Linked DNA regions of Mus musculus: regions 1, 3 and 4 are each linked to region 2. The links are chromatin contacts, called in public HiChIP or PLAC-seq and promoter capture Hi-C maps. All regions are on one chromosome and are shown on one strand. Each heading gives the region's core, a stretch centred on a gene start, on an enhancer-like site or on the middle of the called end of the contact. The rest is flanking DNA. Distances are from core to core; before and after follow the strand shown. Region 1 holds the start of Msrb1 (methionine sulfoxide reductase B1). Region 2 holds the start of Tbc1d24 (TBC1 domain family, member 24). Region 3 holds the start of Unkl (unkempt family like zinc finger). Region 4 holds the start of 6330415G19Rik (RIKEN cDNA 6330415G19 gene).

Region 1 (3,010 bases), core at 495-2,994, 530 kb after region 2:
TGAGAGCTTATGCCACGATACCCTGTTTTGTTGTTTTTATGTATAGCACTGGCTATCCTGGAACTTGCTTTGTAAACCAGGGTGGCCTTGAACTCAAACAATCCTCCATCTTCTGCCTCCCAAGTGCTGAGATTAAAGGTGTGTCAGTACCACTCGGCTAAAGCCGTTTATTAAGGTAGTGCTCAGGATGGAACACAGGGTCTCATGCTAGTCTAGAATGTTTCAAACTGAGCTCTCTAGTGAGGCTCTCTCTGGTACCCAAGCTGGCCTTCAACTCAAAGTGATCTCATATCCCCCTCTCAAGTGCTGGATTTACGAGTGTATACCACCGTGCTCAGCAAACCCAAACTTCTGAGCATCAGTGTGCCCACAAAAAGGCATATTGTTAAATGAGATGACACAGGAAAGATACTTAGTATTCAGTTGAGATGTTACTGCCCCCTGAGGAGTGACCCAGTGGGAAGGTATTGTCCCTGCACCCTGGGGTCTGCGCATAGGGCTCCCTCCCACTACAGCCTCCTAACTTGGCTGCCCTGTTCCTGGCTTGGTGTGGTCTGTCTCCCTGTAGGGTGGCTTCCCCCACTATGGGGAAGTGAACAATGACTTCATCATGTTAAAGGGCTGCATTGCAGGTACCAAGAAGCGAGTGATCACTCTGAGAAAGGTCAGTGCTGCTTGGCAAGCTGGGGAGTGGACTCCAGTGGCCTGTTCTGTCCTTTAGCGTGCTCTGTGGTGGGTTGTGTGGTGGGAGAGTAAAGGAAGGGGGTCTGGCAAGAGCGAGGGATTGACTGAGTCCTCCTTGGTGTGAACTGGAGGTCACAGGAGGAGTCGGGGCCCTCTGTCCTTGACATCTCTTCTCTCTTGGATACCCAGTCCCTTCTGGTGCACCACAGCCGCAGGGCCCTGGAGAATATTGAGCTCAAGTTCATTGACACCACTTCTAAGTTTGGCCACGGATGTTTTCAGACAGCGCAGGAGAAGAGGGCCTTCATGGTGAGCTAGTCCCACTTGTTCCAGAGAGGAACTAGAAGAAGGGGCCTTTTTAGCAAACCAGTAGAGCAGGCCCTAGGTGGCCCTGGCACTGGCCGTAGGTAGTATTTCTTGACTGACTCTCCTGACTAACTCTCATCTTGTCTCCTCACCTTAACCAGGGTCCCCAAAAGAAACATCTGGAGAAAGAGAAGCCGGAGACCTTGGGAAACATGTAAGATGTCTGGAATGGAGCACACCTGGGATGTAGCACTCTTGCTATCTGTCCGGTCCTTTTTGTTCAATAAAGTCCTGAGGCAACTCTCTCTGTCTGTCTCTGTGTGTCTGTCTCTCTTCCACATTCCCTGGGAGGCTTGATGTAGATCTTAAGCCTGGGTCGGAGGTTGGGTGATCCCAGACGCGGGCGCAAGGTTTAGCGCCAGATAAGAGGGCTATAGATACAGCTGGGTAGATGCGCCTCCACGCCAGTTGCACAATGGTATTAGTAGTAGCTACCATTGGCTAGTACCAATGTTTATAGCCTAGCCGCTGTACTGGAGCTTAGCATAGGTTTGGCCTTCATCTTAACAGCTAAGCTTCCTGGGAGCGGCTCCCTGGGCGGGGCCTTCTAGAGGCGGAAGTAAGGACGTGATCTCTGGGTAAACTTGGCTGGATGGGTGGGGTTTAGGGCCTATGGGAGGAGAGACTCCTTGAGGGCGGGGCTGCTAGGAGGCGGCCGTGGGGAATCCAAGAGTGACTGGTCCCCTCTAGGGGCGGGGCTTATGGCGAATCGGAAAGTGATTGGTTATTGGGACTGGGTCGGGTTTGAGTCCAGATCTTAGGGTTTTACCCGGACCTGGCTGGGAGCTTTTGCCTGTCCCGTCGCGACCATGTCGTTCTGCAGCTTCTTCGGAGGCGAGGTTTTCCAGAATCACTTCGAGCCAGGTACACCCCGTGGCATTAAAGCATACATTGCCTCCTGGGGAGCTGTGGAGTTCCCGAACCGGGACTGGGCTAGTGTGGTTGCCGAGGAGAAGCGAGCCTGGGAAAAAAGAACTTGGAGGAGGGGAGCTGGGTGGCCAGGGCATTCTGGAGCAGGAGGACTTGAGAGGAGAAGGGACATTCCGGTAGACTCTGTTCTCGAGGGGGACAGGCCTTGAACTTCAAATGTAGATCTCTCTGGGGGATTCTCTGGGCCAGATGCGTAAGGGTGATGCCACCGGATGGTGTCAGAGTGGTCTGAACTTTAGAGCGGAATGATGGTGGTATGTGGTCCAAGGTCAGTGTTGGAATTTGCCCTGACAATGTACCCCCTCGCCCACCCCACCCCCCCGCCTGCAACCCCTGATTTGCTTGGATGAGCGGACAAGCTCTGCACTTGCTGTTCAATCCGGAATGTGCTGTCCCAGATGTCTCTCCGTCCTCTGCGTTGGTTGTCAATGGGTTCTTGCCAGCATAAATGAAGTTTGACCAGTACTGTGAGAGACGTTGCTTGGCTCCCTTCTTGCTGGGTTCTGCTGATCTGGACTAATTTGGTAAAAACTATGGCACTGGCGTTCCAGGGGCAGGATCTGTTTGTTAGATGTCAGTCCTCTAGAGGGCAGGGCTGTGACAATGGGCACCTCTATAAGCCAGTTGTTGTAATACAGGGTTGCTGGGAAGAGACCTCCCTTGAATTCTTTTTGGCTACAACACTCCAGTTGCCCTCAGGCTACCCTGGCAAGCTAGACACTCACTCAGTTTTGCTTCCTCTCCAGTTCCTGATACAGGTTGAAAGAACAGTTCAGACTCCAGGGTGTCTGTCCTCAAGTGGTGGGTGACCGATGATTCAGTACCCTGCAGGTTCCCATTTTTAAGTCTTTCAAACAGTTATGTAATTCAGTTTTGCAACCATCCTTACCCCTTCCACTCATGTGATCTTTTGGGGACAGGTTGAAACCTTTCTTCCCAGCTGCTGTTTTCTGGGGTTCCCTATTTGGCTTGGAAGACTGTCCTCTAGGGCCAGTCTGTTCCTAAGACCGGAGCTGATATCCATGGTATC
Region 2 (2,915 bases), core at 135-2,634:
TTTATTCCCTCCAACAAGCACTTAAGAGAGTGCCTGGCTAACTGAATGCCAGACCATGGGGGAACAGGGACAACACGATGTGGCTCCAGGCCTATCCACACGCAGACTAGATTCTAAATACAGCTGTCACTACCCTAAGTCTTTATCTGAGTACTGGGGAGATTAGGTGAGGATTAATCATCAAGGAAGCACACAGAGCCCTCATAGCACTCAATATGAATGGTCACTATCAAATATTTGAAATTTCTTAACCATTTGTCGTCTGGGTTGGTCTTGACACCAACCCAGAACTGACATCAGATAGAGCTTGAGAGAACACAAATACAGCCATCTCCACAACAATTCAGTGAACAATGACAGGTGCCTATTGGGGACAGGGGTGTGAAAATGAGAATGGAGTCATTGTCCCCAAGTAGATGACATGGCAACGCATGCCATGGGACAGTTGTACCAACTGCCTGGGAGTAGCTTGCTGACCTTCCAGCAGAACATGGTGAGACAAGGAAAATCCTTTATTTACCTTGGAAAGACAGCAACACAACCGCCCAAATGGCCAACCTATGCCTGCATATGTCCGGGCTGGGCTAGACAATCTTTGGCCTTTAAAGTTAGCCCAGTGAGTCCCCATCCAAGAAGGCCAGAGCACTATTTCTGAACTGAGTCAGGTCTGTCAAGGAAAATCTGTGGTCAGGCTGCCAGCACCCAGCAGACTGACTTCTGTCATGTGCAGCCCACCCCGTGTGGTGCCAGCTCTGCCCTCCAGCTGTTATTCAAAACTCCTGAAGCACAGGGCCAAGCTAAGGCACAGGTGACCAAGGCATGTCAGGGACACTGGCTGGATAGGGCTCTCAGGCTGGGAAAGTCCCTAAGCTTCAGGTGGGCAGTTGTGTCATCTTTGGCAAGTGAAGGGCCTGGGTTGTTGCAGGTCTCCGAGGGCAAAGGTATATGAACACTGCTGCAATTTCGAACGAATACAGAAAGAGGATTTCCTATTCCGCAGGGACGGAAAGTGCCCCAAGGGAAGGTTGACACAGAGGCAGTTCTTGCCCACGACACAGAGCCCAGAGAAGGCAGGGATGATCGAGGAAAGCCGGGCCTGCCCAAAGGGTTCTGACTCCGGGGCCCACGTCACGCACGCAGCATTAGACTCTGGAGCCCCCTAACCCGCAGCGACCAAGACACGGAGCACAACCCGTGCCCCCCTCCCTCAGTACATCCGTGCCGCCGGTCAGCGCACCGTGGCAGTGACACCCCCACACCCCGCGTCCAGCCGCCACGCCCCCGCCGCGCACCCACCTCGGCGCGCCGCACCGCACCTCTCCCTTCGGCTCTCCGCTGGACCGCACTGGACTTTCTGCGCACGCGCGTAGGCGGCCCCGCCCCACAAGCACGCGCTTGCGGGCTGCCCACCCCGAGTGCCCCGCGTCTCAGTGCTGCCGGCTCTGAGCATGCGCATTTGCGCCCGGCGGCGGCCAAGTCGGGAGCATGCGCTAGCCAAACAGCGGTTCCCGCGCTAAGGGGCGGGGGCTCGCCTAAAGAGGTGGGGACCCTAGCGCCTGGTGTAAGGCAAAGTCACGGACGACTAGAACTCCGACGGCTGCCCGTGGAAGTCGCCTCTGGTCCGGTCACACGTGGACCTGATCTGCCCCTTCTCGACGTCCAGTCTTGAGCGGATAGAGTGTAGGGCTCCTAGCTAGGGGCAGGACCTGTGTCATGGAGCCAAGAGGCCAAGACTGGTAGGAGTCGTGGTAGAAAGCGACAGCTGGATGGACCCCAGAAAAGGGTACAACGGAACAAGAAAGATATGGGACACAGGCAGTGATGCAGCTGCGGATGGGGACACGGTCACGTGACCGGCAGAGGCAGGCCAGAATGGATATGGGGACAAGATCCATGACACTGGACAGGGGAGCCTACAATACTCTTTGTACATTCCCGGCTGGAGGGCAGAGACGTCGCTGTCTTGGCTGTGCAATTGAGCCACAGCCCCTGCAGCGGTGTACAGGCAATTATGGTGGCAACAGTGGTTTTGGAGAGGTTGGAGAACTCTAGTGTATCACAGCATCAGAGAGTTGATGAATCACATTGGCCCGTGGGATGTGCTCAAACCCCAGAGGGATCATCCTAGCATCCCCTGGGAATAGGCGGGTTCACACCTTTAAGAGACGTCGGGTATCAGCCAAGAGGGATAAGATCAGGGTCCTCTGAGCTGCCCTAGGAGCCTCCAGATAGCTCTTAGGGGCCATCATACTCCTCTAAGTTGGGGGTAGGGTATCGCCAAATAGGTTTCAAGCGGGGATGGGGGTAGGGGGAAATTAGATGGCGATGCACGTGACACTTCCAGCCTAGTGCTCTGATGAACGCGCCGCGCCCAGTGATAAGAGAGCTGAGTCCGCCCAGTCCACGCCCAGCTTGCAGATTCAGGCGGTCCCGCAGCGCCCCCGCCGCTCTCTCCTCTGCAGCCTCCGCAGGCGCCGGGTCCAGGCGTCTCTCCAAGGCAGCACGAGGCTTCCACGGGCAGCACTGAGCCCCTGTCCCCGGCCCGCTGTGCTCCCAGCTGCAGCCCCCGGCCCACCTCCCAGCAGCAAGTAACGCCGGCCGGGCAGGAGGCGCGGGCAACCGCAGGCCGCGTCTAGAGTTGGTACCCACAGCGCGCTGCTCCCGCGTCGAGCGCGTTCCTCGCCGCTGCGGAACACAGCAAGCACCGCTACCGGAAAGCGTGTCCACGAGCCGCGGGCCTCACCGCGTGCACCCACTGCCACCTGCACCGCTGCGGGGGGGGCGTGGAAAAGCGATCAGGTTAAGTGGGGCAGGGCCGGAGGGGTCTGTATAGAGAAGCATAGAATGTCCAAATGGCTTAGGAGAGACATGAAGAGGTCACCCACTAGAGGGAGGTACACTTAAGACATAGCTGC
Region 3 (3,065 bases), core at 113-2,612, 980 kb after region 2:
CAGTCAAGGTCGCTGAGTTCCACCATCACTGCTATTTGCTCTCTGTCACACCTTACAGAGCCAGCTTCTCTCTCTCTCTCTCTCTCTCTCTCCCTCTCTCTCTCTTTCTCTCCCTCTCTCTCTCTCAGATTCCTTAGGTTGTCTTGTGTGTTTCTCCAGGCTGGACTTGGGGGTTGACCTAGTTTTCATTCCCTATCCCTCAGCAGTCTGAGACACATTTATTCCTCTGTAGGTTCCCCTGTCTGCCCTTCCCTGCTTGCTCATTCTTCTATTTGATCTTTGAAAAAACAATGTTTCTGTTTGCTGGGACTGCCTACAGCTCACTATCCATCCACATGCTTGTGCAACCATTAAAATAAGTCCTTTAAACTAAGTTAACTTCAGGGTCTGTGGGCTAGGGGAAATGCTCAGGGATAAGTGCTTAGCCGGCATGGACCTGGGTCCGGGCACGCACATGGCTCCGGGTTCTACCTCTAGCACCCAAACCAAACCAACTCACTCTCCAAAGTTGTCAACAACTCAAAGAATTTGTCTACAAAAATGTCATATGAAGAAGTCAGTAATCCTACCAGCAAATGGTAATTTTACCTTACTAGTACTTTAAAATATAGCATACATACCTGGACCGTGTATGTCTCTCTGTTAATATTTTAGATCGTGTTTCTGGAAATGGGATAGGTTTTCTGTAATCCTCCTTTCTGAAAACATCCCTCTCTTTTCTGCCCATTCCTTTCAGAACACTTGTGGCTGTGCTACTCAGACTTTATCCCTCAGAGCACACCCGCAGTTAGCAGAGGAGCTGTGGTCACTTTACACACCAGTGAATGCTAGCCCTGGGTTCTCCCGAATTCATCCTAGCACTTGCGAGTCCTGCCCGCCACGTGCAGTTAGCATTCTGCGGACCCCAGATCAGTCTGATTACTGACCACCCTGTACATCCTTTACCCGATGGGCTCATCTGGCAGCATCTTACGCTGTGTTTTTAAAAAAGTGGCTCAACAGAATTCACACTCGGATTATCCTTAAATTCACAAATTTAATAAAGGGGCGACCATCGTCACAGTCTAATTATAGACTTTTTCCAGTTCAAAGAAACCTGTGCCCAACAGCAGCCCTGGACGCAGAGGCCATCATGGGGACTCTACACCAACGGGCGTGTCCCGCCTTGCGCCTGTAACTTGCTGCCGTGGTGGGCCGGCAGAACCTGTGTGTCACCCCCGCCGCACAGCGCGCGTGGGCGAGGGGTCGGTGGGGGCGTGGCCGGCGTGGCGTGCCCGGGGGTGTGGCCGGCGCGGCGGGGGGCGCAGGGGGCTCGGTGCGGGGGGGAGATCCGGGGGCGCCGGCGCGGCGCATGCGCGCTGCATTGTTTTGACTGAAAATGCCGTCGGTTTCGAAAGCGGCGGCGGCGGCGCTGAGCGGGTCCCCCCCGCAGACAGAGAAACCAACCCACTACAGGTCAGTGCCTGGGCTGCGGTCCGTGGCCTTCTGGGCGCTGCGGCGCAAAGCAGCGGCCCGCGTGCGCCACGGGCCCCGGTGTCGCCGCTGTGGGTGCGCCCCGCCCGCGCCCGCGCCCCCGCCGCCAGCTCTTGCGGGTCACGCCGTCCAGGCGCGGGCCGCCGCCTAAGGTGGAGTGGCAGCGCCCAGGGTTTTCGGTGACCCCTGGCTTGGGGGCTGGACTTGCTCCTGGTCTCCGGCGACCCCGCGCGCCAGACTGGAGTCTGGGGAACAGCGCCTGCGTTCGTAGCTCAGGGCCGCGCCTGGGCTGGAGGTGGGCGCACGGCCATCCGGACTCGAGCAGTCGCTGCCTGAGGTTGAGAGGCGGTTCCGGGGTCTGGGGTGACCTCTGGGCTGGGGGCGGAGCCGCACCTAGAGTCCGGTGGCCGCTTGGTTGTGAGCCCGGGGGTCGTTTCTGCGGCGCAGAAGAGGGGTTGCGCCTGGTGTGGGCGGGTGGCGCTTGCAGTCCATCTGGAACCTATGAAGGTAGTCGAGCGGGAGACCGGGACTGAGGATTGAGAGGTGGCTCCAGGGGTCAGGGACTAGAAGGGGGCAGAGAATGGAGTGTACTTCTGTAGAGTTACCTGGGATCAGAGTTGGTGATGGCCTGCTAAGAGGAGGTCTATGCCTCGTGTCCGGGAATCTTCTTATCTGGGGACTGGGAAGTGGTATTTGGGGTCAGGGAACGGAGAGTCTGCCTGACTGGAGTTACCTGGTCTCCGAGTTGGGAAGTGACACCCGGGGTGCTTTTAAAAAAGGAGGGTACCGGGCCATGGCAGTCAGGATCGCTCAGTGTGTGTGTGTGTGTGTGTGTGTGTGTGTGTGTGTATTGCCGGGGGTGGGGGATGCTTCTCGTCTGGGACCCTGCCCCGCCGCATCCCAGGGGCCTCCAGCCGGCGGTGGCTGCGGCCCGCAACGCTGTTTGTCTTTTTAGGTATCTAAAGGAGTTTAGGACAGAGCAGTGCTCCCTGTTTTTGCAGCATAAGTGCAGCCAGCACAGGCCGTTCACCTGTTTCCATTGGCATTTCCTAAATCAGCGTCGTCGCAGACCGCTCCGACGACGCGATGGCACCTTCAACTACAGCCCGGACATATACTGCTCCAAGTACGATGAGGCCACCGGCCTGTGTCCCGATGGTGATGAGTAAGTGGGGTTCCGGTGGGTGGCTCATGGTCTTTCCTCAGGATTGGTGTTGACTCTCTGATCAACAGGTTTTTGAGGTTTCTGGTTTTTTGTTTTTTTGAGACAGGGTGTCTTTATGAAGGCCTGGCTGTCCTGAAACACTGTATGTAGACCAGACTGGCCTCAAACTCATAGTGATACCTGTCTTGGCCCCTTAAAGTGCTGGCATTAAAGGTGTATGCCACTACACTGGTCTCCTTGCTTCTTTTTAACACCCACTACCTGTAGAGGGAACCTCATTTTTATTCAAGACTTCTCGGGGTCAGTAGAGTAGTGTGCTTGAGGGGTTCCCTGTTTGTAGGCTAGTTTCCTAAAAGATGATGTATGTGTGTTGTAGGTGAAAATCTTTGGTAATTCAAACTGATTTTGATTCACTTACCACCCCACC
Region 4 (2,913 bases), core at 274-2,773, 650 kb before region 2:
GGTAGGGACAGGTCTTCATGCTTTCTCTTTATAGAGTATACAACTGGCCTATATATTTTACTTGATACCCACCCCCCTCAAAAAAATTAAAGTAAATTAAACAACAACAGCAACAACTAAACAGCACAGTCGGAAGAACCTGAGGTCGAGTTTTGGCTTGAGGCTTGTGGGTTCCGGCCCAGTTGCGTTATCCTCGTGTCCTTTTGACTCTCCTTTATCTCATGTGTGTGTCTGATATAACATATTTGCAAGCTTTATTAAGCCACTGTAACATTAAAGAGAAAATTATTCTGCACAAGGCTCTGTCACGTGAGCTGGTACCCCGCCCTCCCATTCTGTGGTTCTCCTGGGAGTTGTAGGGATGACAACGGTTCCACTTAGACCGAATCCCTTAAATAGAGATATCCCACACACACACACCAGGTTAAATGTCAACTCAATCTGGGACATATTCTTGCTATTTAAAAATTTATATTTACACTGGACCTGTAAGGAGACGCCTCTGTTGTTGTTGAGACAGGATCTCATGTAGCCCAGTGGCTTTTAATTCCCCTGCCTCCGCCTCCTAAATACCGGCATTACAGGTGTGCCTGGACATTGTAAGAAATCTAATTTTCTTACTGTTTCATGGATTTTAAAGCTGTGGACATATAAACCGAATTTACTGCTTTAGTTATTTTCAAGTGTTCAGTTCAGTGACAATTGCATTCACCCAGATAGCCTACTGAGTTTTTTATTTTAATCAAATGTCTTTAACGTTCCCTTGGGACACCTCCCACCCACCACGTAAGCAATCCAATCTAGCATCTATTCGGTTCCTTTCCTTGGCACTAATTCGAGCTGCTCGTAGTCTGTCTTGAGATAATAACTTCACCTACTTAATACAAACATGCTGGTCTTCCTTCCGGGGTACCAGACAAGAGTTTGAAAAGCAAATTTGAGAATGGGAAATTTTAAGGTAGGTTTTTAAAAAGCAAATGCACGCAGCGACCACGAAGGGACTCGAACCCCCAATCTTCTGATCCGGAATCAGACGCCTTATCCATTAGGCCACGCGGCCCTACACTGACTCAGGCCTTAGCTCTCTCCATAAGACTTATTCAAGCGCCTACTGCGCATGCTTAAACCAAAGAAAAATCCTACCTATTGAGCCAATCTATTTAGTGACAGTCTCAAAGGAGCCTCCACAAGTTTGAACCGATATAATCAGACTCCTGAGCAGTCAGTCAGCAGAAGCCCTTCCGGATCCTAGAGGCTCGTCTTTCAGATCTCCTCCATTGGCTGGCCCTCAACTCAAGACCAGGGACAACCCACATGAACTTGCCCTATCACGTCACTGAAGTATCCACAATTGTCTTTTCCAGTCTCCAGACCCGTGCTGGCTCGCCTCTCTGGCAACTCCATGGCCCCAGCGCCATGTGGAGATTGAGACCGCCCGCATCAGGGACTCAGCGAGGCGAGAGTTATAGTTCCGGAGATGATCCTTCCCAGAACTTCTTTCTCCCTAAGCCTCTCCCAGCATATCCAGGTCAGCCTTGTGAGGTTCCGTAGTCCCAGACAGGAAGCACAGACCCGATTCAACCTCTGGTTCCCGAGAGCACAGTCGATCCCCTATCTACTACCAGGTAACTTTCCCCATTATCTCACGTATTTCAGAAAGAGCATACATTTTCCGGAGCACGCCGATCATGAACACATACATATTTATTGGCGCTATGTGAGCTCCCACGCCCAAACTGCTGCATCGATGACAGGGTGTGAAGAGGGGATGTAGGGGAAGTGGTGAGGTTGCTCGTCCTATAAACAGAGCCGGCGCCTGAGCAAGCTGCGGATCTCCAGGCAGGCTTTGCACAGCTCATCACTGTCTGGCCCCAGGACGTCCAGCTCACACACCCGCCTGTTGACCCTGTTGACACTCAGCTAGGCCCTGAGGGGCTCAGTCCATCACACCCACTGCAGTCATTGTCTGCTGGAGGGGTTTTTGCGGAGAGGTCGATACTTTCTGAAATAGTCTATGAATCCTAGGCTGGTCTCAGTCTCTGGTCCTGCCACTACCTCCCAGCTACAGGCATGCTCCTCAATGACCGACTCTTGTGTCTGTTGTTCTGTAAGCCTAAAATTTCAAGTGCTACCTAATCATCTTTGAGCCTAATACTAACCCAGCAGTTTTACATGAGCTCCTTGCTCTCAACCAAAAAGTCCCCCACCCAAAGGGAAAGGCTCCCCACCCCATATATATAATCATATAATCAGCCAGACCAGCATTGCCCACCCTGACCTCAACACAAGAAGAGGACCTCCCTATTAGCCTGCAAAACTGTACAAATGAACTGACCCTATTCTGTAACAACCCAGTGGCACCTCCCTTCCTGCACCCCCTGCTGGCTCCTTCTACTTCCCAGTATACCCCCCACCTCAGTCCCCTCCTCCCAATGGCTTCTGGTGTCCTCCTCTCCTGAACTTTATTTAGTGTATGTAATAGCTGCTGCTGAGTTTGTCTGACCAATGTGCCCTGTATTTGAGCATCTCTTGATGTGAGGGCAAGAGGGAGGGAGGGAGGGAGGGAGGGAGGGAGGGAGGGAGGGAGGGAGGGAGGGAGGGAGAGAGAGAGAGAGAGAGAGAGAGAGAGCCTTCTCCTTGCTTCTCCTTTCCCTGGGTTAAGTGGAAGGTAATGAGAACACTCCCACAGATCCAGCCCCTCTTTCTCCCCTCCTAACCCCGTTCCTCACACCTCAGTCAGCAGCTCAAGGAGATCTCTTCCAGGGTTGGCTCTGATGACCTCCACCAGTGTCTGGACAAAGTCCGAGCCCTTTTCATCCCGATAAGCCACACAGCCTAGGTGAGGGGATGGGGTCAGAGTCAACCTTGGGCTGACATCCCAACCTTCAGTGGCCTATTGTGGGTGGAAGAAGT

Evidence for each region. Promoter capture Hi-C pulls out the DNA fragments that hold promoters and counts their contacts. HiChIP or PLAC-seq counts read pairs in DNA pulled down with a chosen protein or histone mark.
Region 1: a contact with region 2 is called in a promoter capture Hi-C map of liver, with 3 times the contacts expected there. The contact joins the promoter of Msrb1 here to the promoter of Tbc1d24 in region 2. A contact is called at or near these places in 4 of 39 promoter capture datasets (fetal liver, liver and pre-B cells), 1 of 484 Hi-C or Micro-C datasets (liver) and 1 of 9 other capture datasets (liver).
Region 3: a contact with region 2 is called in an HNF4G HiChIP or PLAC-seq map of pancreatic cancer cells. The contact joins the promoter of Unkl here to the promoter of Tbc1d24 in region 2. A contact is called at or near these places in 1 of 39 promoter capture datasets (pre-B cells) and 1 of 115 datasets of contacts at active chromatin or transcription factors (pancreatic cancer cells).
Region 4: a promoter capture Hi-C map of cranial neural crest shows a contact between it and region 2. The contact joins the promoter of 6330415G19Rik here to the promoter of Tbc1d24 in region 2. A contact is called at or near these places in 1 of 39 promoter capture datasets (cranial neural crest) and 1 of 115 datasets of contacts at active chromatin or transcription factors (pancreatic cancer cells).

The regions. Positions count from the first base shown.
Region 1 is chr17:24,734,849-24,737,858 of GRCm38.p6, forward strand. It overlaps Msrb1 (methionine sulfoxide reductase B1), which reads left to right and starts at 1,745. Exons shown (of 5, transcript NM_013759.3): 1 at 1,745-1,914. The coding sequence starts at 1,860. It overlaps Rpl3l (ribosomal protein L3-like), which reads left to right. Exons shown (of 10, transcript NM_001163945.2): 8 at 569-664; 9 at 874-993; 10 at 1,152-1,295. The coding sequence ends at 1,208.
Region 2 is chr17:24,204,178-24,207,092 of GRCm38.p6, forward strand. It overlaps Tbc1d24 (TBC1 domain family, member 24), which reads right to left and starts at 1,385. Exons shown (of 8, transcript NM_173186.4): 1 at 1,297-1,385. Ntn3 (netrin 3) reads right to left here. Exons shown (of 6, transcript NM_010947.3): 6 at 1-2,770. The coding sequence ends at 2,421.
Region 3 is chr17:25,187,038-25,190,102 of GRCm38.p6, forward strand. It overlaps Unkl (unkempt family like zinc finger), which reads left to right and starts at 1,363. Exons shown (of 15, transcript NM_001197024.1): 1 at 1,363-1,455; 2 at 2,429-2,638. The coding sequence starts at 1,379. BC003965 (cDNA sequence BC003965) reads left to right here. Exons shown (of 2, transcript NM_183150.2): 2 at 1-625. It overlaps Gm52286 (a long non-coding RNA gene), which reads right to left and starts at 2,433. Exons shown (of 2, transcript XR_003952239.1): 1 at 2,079-2,433; 2 at 1,017-1,972.
Region 4 is chr17:23,549,276-23,552,188 of GRCm38.p6, forward strand. 6330415G19Rik (RIKEN cDNA 6330415G19 gene) reads left to right here and starts at 1,524. Exons shown (of 2, transcript NR_126484.1): 1 at 1,524-1,625. It overlaps n-TRccg2 (a tRNA gene), which reads right to left and starts at 1,060; the gene lies at 988-1,060. It also overlaps the pseudogene Casp16.